2 separate regions of the Rattus norvegicus genome follow, and region 2 is linked to region 1. Evidence: chromatin contacts called from public Hi-C data. All regions are on one chromosome and are shown on one strand. The core of a region is the stretch at or near the end of the contact, and the rest is flanking DNA. Distances in the headings are between cores, read along the strand shown. Region 1 has its middle 25 kb from the start of Eri1. Region 2 has its middle 42 kb from the start of Ppp1r3b.

Evidence for each region. A called contact is a pair of places that touch in the nucleus more often than the background predicts.
Region 2: a Hi-C map of liver shows a contact between it and region 1, with 3 times the contacts expected there. The contact joins two enhancer-like sites. A contact is called at or near these places in 5 of 12 Hi-C or Micro-C datasets (Schwann cells, hepatocytes, kidney and 1 more).

The regions. Positions count from the first base shown.
Region 1 is chr16:63,451,323-63,453,959 of GRCr8, reverse strand. No RefSeq gene overlaps it. Among named protein-coding and RNA genes, the nearest start is that of Eri1, 25 kb to the right of the region's middle. Within about 2 kb of position 1,284, at least 1 of the 93 cell types and tissues checked has an H3K27ac peak or open chromatin away from gene starts, as enhancers often do. A contact at or near this core is called in liver, where this site is marked.
Region 2 is chr16:63,502,801-63,505,437 of GRCr8, reverse strand. No RefSeq gene overlaps it. Among named protein-coding and RNA genes, the nearest start is that of Ppp1r3b, 42 kb to the left of the region's middle. Within about 2 kb of position 1,302, at least 4 of the 93 cell types and tissues checked have an H3K27ac peak or open chromatin away from gene starts, as enhancers often do. A contact at or near this core is called in liver, where this site is marked.

The DNA.
Region 1 (2,637 bases), core at 35-2,534:
TTATTTGCCATACATAAAGCCAGAGCTACATAGTATTGTAAAAATAATTTGAAGCCCTAAGAACCAGTAGATCCAATTAATATGAACTTAAGCACTGGTTTGGATTTGCTTTCCCAAATATATAAATATAAAATATATAAATCTACATAGCAAATACTTCTAACAGTCATATAACCCAACAACTAATTGTTTTCAACAAGAGACCAAGAAGCTAACCATTATTAGCCAATGACTTTTTAAAACCCAAGTTCTGTAAATAGATCACAACGTAATCTTTGGCATGGGATTTAAGAAACTGAATAAAATGGCCCTTAAAGTTACTTCCATCCCTCCTCTTTAACAAGTTTTAAAGCTCAGTCATAGACCACTAGGTGCTCTTTCATGGATATAGCTTAGTGGTAGAATGCTTAACTGGAGTCATGCATGAGACCCTGAGTCCAGTCCCCAGAATCATGCCAAAAAGGATTTTTTCATATTTTACATTGCCTTAACAACAAAAATGTTTAAGTACTTCTGTGGCTTTCAAGCACAATTATATGCAGTAAAATACAAGGACAGGATCAACAGGTCCAACGGGAACAGCTCCTGCCCTCCAGCCCAGCCACCATCCTCAGACTCCGGAGTTGAGCATCAGTAAAGCCACAGTACAGAGAATCCTTAGGACTTCCCAAGTGGAGGGAATGGTCAACATCTATGTCTCGTGGCTTTTCTTTCTTGTAGGACAGCATAATGTAAAATGTTTCTTTCATTTGTACTAATATGACACTGCATTTCCATCAACCTTTTGAGCCCAACATGGGCATTTTATTGTTTTTACTGTATTAGAAGATCTTAAAAGGAGGAGTTGAAATAACTGTAATTGAAGAAAAAAAGGCATACTTTAAAACTCTATCCATTTAGGGGTATTTGAGTACATCTGTGCATGTGAATGCAGTTGTCCACGAAAGTCAGAAATGGTCTCAGAATCCTTAAGGCATGTTACAGGCATTTTACAAGCATTTGTGGGCCACCCAACATGGTTACCCTTAACCACTAAGCCATCCTCCAGATCCTTTCTATGCATTTTCTATATGGATGTCATTACTTTCTATAGCATTTAAAAGTGAAATGTGAACATTTATACTAAGGTGAGTAGTCTCTCTATTGACAACAACCCGGGGAAAGTTAATGTGCAAGGGAACCAGGTGTGGTGGCTTACACGTTTAACCCCATCACTAACAAGAGGCAGGTGGATTTCCAGAAAGCCAAGGCCATCCTGACAATACATAGCAAGTTCCAGGCCAGTCAGGACTGCATGGTGAGATCCTGTCTCAAACCAAAACCAAACAAAACTGTGCAAATGGAATTAGCTTCCTCCTAAATTTTCAAAAAGTACTTATGCAAACAAAAAAGTTGAAGGATTACTACTCTAAAACAGAAGCCAAGCAATGAATGACCTTCTCAAGGTCAAAAATACTTGAGAGTTTTTAAAACCAGCAATGCAGACAGACTAGGTATGAACTTAACATTTGTTTGCTTCTCCTGGCACCTAGAGGGAAAGCCAAGTATTGAAAGGATTAAACATTTCTAACGCTGAGATTCAGGGTTCGTAGGAACAAGAAAATAGAACTCTACCCAGGCAGCCACTATAAGCCACCAACTTTTCCAGTTCAGGAAGAGATACGGACCTAAAGGAATAATTTCACCTATTTCCAAGGATACATTGCACATTGCACAATGTACAAGAACCTACATGGACAAAATCGTGAACCAAGGGCCCAGCGGGCACAGAAAACACAACAAAAGACATTTCTAAAGTCAGGGGAAGACTCCTAAGGCTAGGCTCAAAGCCAGTTCTTAAAAGCCCAAGCAAGAGACCAAGCTTGACAGACTACTTTCTGGGGACAAAAGTAGGAGCGTGTCATGATTAGCCCAGGGCAGATAGGCACTTTCAAACCTACAAAGTGTAAGAAAGCAGATTGGAGGCTCTGAATGCCAGAGACTTGACTTTTGTCTTGTGAAAATGTAAGCTTCTGAGACACAGTGCAGAGTAATGCTTTAGATGGATCTATGAGAGGAACAGGTAGGGATGGACAGTGTCTCCTAGTTAGCTTCAACTGTCATCTTACCACAGCCCAGTTATAAGGGATTATCAATGGGGAAAATGCCTAGATAGACTGGCCAGTGGGCATCTCTGAGGCATTTACTCGATTGGTAACTGATGTAGGAAGGTGCAGCCCATTGTGGGCAATGCTACCATTAAGCAGCTTTCCTCAAGCTCCCTGCCTCTGCTGGAGTTCCTGCACTGCCTCCTAAGATATAATACCTCCCCCACTTCCCCACTGACGTTGGCAGTGGTATTTATCACATCAACAGAGAAATCCAACTAGAACACGGCACTGGTTTGAAGAGCCCATAGCTCTTGTCTTGGAAACACTTCAAATTCCTACATTGATGGTATTGAAAAGTAGAGCCTTTGGAAGATAACTGGAGTCATATAAGGTTATAAGGGTGGGCCTGCATGACAAAACTGGTTGTTTTATGGGTGGAGATATCGAAGCTGGTGTGCTTTTACATTTTCTAGCCACCATTTTCTCTACATCACCGTGTGCAAGACCCTTACCAAATATACTACTTGGACATTGGCCTTTCCCGCAT
Region 2 (2,637 bases), core at 53-2,552, 51 kb before region 1:
ATGGCTGACTCTACTCTGGGCAAGGGAAGTAAGGAGGGGCAGAATACCTTCTTCCATGTTCTCAAGAGAGCAAGAACTCAGTCAGGCCTGATGCTGCCTCCACAGTGGGAAAGCAGAAGGCCTGGGCTCAAATTCCTAGCAGCTTTGCACCCATTCTGACAAGATAAAAGCTACAAATAATTTATGAAGCACACAGCCGACTTTTAGCCGGTACAGTAATCACTCTCGGCAAGAGAGAAATGCGTGGACCCCAGGGTTAAGAAAGGACTTTGTGGAGGAAATGGAGTTGGAAGCTGACCTTGTGCAGTGAGGAGTTTGATTGCACTGTCTGGGAACTGTGGCTCTCTGATTTGGAGCAAGAATCAACATTAACCCACACGTCAGTCTCCTCCAGGAACACGAACAATATTCTTGGGTGATATCCTTACAGGAACATTCCAGTTTCTTTCAGAGGACCATGGGGTGGGAATGGAGACCACAGGGACTATGTCGTTAAATTGTTTGTTGGATGGAGATGGGAGGGGGAAGCTTACCTCAGCCCCTGCACCGTCTGGGCATACCAGAGACGAAGCAGGGGTGTGGCTGTGATAAGCACTGGTTTCTTGCTGACCCAGGTCACCCCAGCTTTCAGTGACAGTTTCCATTTCAAAATGACCTCTCAGGAAAGCAATGCAGATGCCTGCCCTGTGTCTGCAGCTGAGGGCGCGGTTTGTAGACACTGAACGGGGCTGACATGTATGGGCGCCTCCCGTGATAGCTCTGGCTATATTTAGTGCTGAGCTCGAGTTACACCCGTGGACTCCAGCATTATGCATGGCGAGCCCCAAGAACAAACACAAATGTGGGGGCAGGAAAAATAAAGAGAGCAAAGAGCAGGACTCCAGAGAATAAATACGCACAGGCCCCGGTGCAGATAGATGATGCAGGTGGAGTCCCTTCGCGGCAGACAAGGTTATAGACTGCAGGGGGTGTCTTCTCTCTTAGTAAAGAGGTCACAGCGTTAAAATGAACCTTGAGCAAGGTACCTGTCTCAAACACCCCTTCTCTATTGGCTCCTCCTTTAAGCAGAGAACTCAGTTTAAGAAACTCAGAAGTCATGTCAACTCTTAGTCCCCACTTCCTCCCATAAACAGAAGGGGACTGAACTATGCAATTACCTAACCCCCTCTCCAACTTCAAGAAATTGCTGGAAGCTGTCGAGTGTCCCTGTTTTTCCCCTCCAAACTTTGTTGACACGGTGACCTACCTGTCCTCCTGACCATGCCCTCAGAGAGATCAATTGAGCAAAGAACACACTTTTCTTTCTTTTTTTTTCTCAGAAACTAGACTTGATCAACTTTAAAATTTAACAGCTTAGCTGTGCTTCGTGCAGCAGAAACTCGGCGGACTGGCAGTTTAGCGGAAGGAGGAAATTTTCCTCCCCAGGTAGACAGTGTTCCCAAGGGGCCCTCTTGGTGAGAGGAGTCCCAGGGCATCCCACCCTTCAAGCCCTTCATGCTCAGCTGACCACATCCCCCGCTCCTCCAGACAGGGCAGAACCTGCATTGTACCCTGCCAGCAGCCTGGGTGCAGCTGTCTTGCAGCGAGATGTGAAGCCAGGAGGGTGTGTCCCCTAATCCCCCAGCCTCTTCCTTGCTTACCGAATGGCATTTTCTAAGTTTCTATCCTAGCTATCTAGGACTCCTCTGCTCTTTGCTTCAGAGCCCAGTCTCGGGTGTGGAATCTCTATCAATTTGAGTGATTAGTGATAACATGCTTTTGCTCACTTTTGCAGGCTGTAAATTCCTTAAAGGCAGGGACAGAGCTGGAATCAGGGCTGAGGACCTCATCTGGTGCTATGGAAGGTGGTGAGAGCTGCAGGAAGTAGGACGTTAATAGGTCTTTAGGTCTTTGGGGGTCTGCCTGAAGGGAACTGTGGGACTCCACTTCTTCCTTCCCCCTTTTGTTTCTTGGTTCTGAGATGAGTGGTTTTGTTTGTGGGGTGTCCCAATCAGGATGGGTTGTTAGGCCATAGGCCCAAAGCAACAGGATCAGACCCCTGGTTAAAGCAATGAGCCAGAAGAAATATTTTCTCTCTCTAATCAGATCATCTCGGGGATTCATTACAGTAACATAAAACTGGCTATCACCTCTTTAAATCGTGGAATTTTTTTTTCAACTCTGATGAAACCCAGGGATATTGTCCCCACCCAAGTGCTGATGTAACAACACACGAAAATCCCCCTACAGTTTGGGAAAGATCATCACTTCTTAGCTAGAAAAGGTTTAAATTTCAAAACTGAAAAAGTGTGAGCCCTTATCTAAAAATGAGCTGGAGCAGGGCGGTAGTGGATTAGACCTTTAATCCCAGAACTAGGGAGGCAGAGAATCCAAGGCCAGTCTTGTCTAAAAAACGAGTTCCAGGACAGCCAGGACTATACAGGAAAACCCTGTCTTGGGGTGGCAGGGAGGTAGGGAGCTGGGCAGAGGCAAGATGTTTATATTCATCACCCCTCACCCTTCCCCAGGGACAGAGGCCTAATGCCCCCAGTCCTCACAAGCATGCAAGACAGACGGCACCACCACACTTCTCGTGGTCTCACAGCTTTTCCACTATGAAACACCAGGGTTCTTCCACTCTGAACATCATTTTCTTCC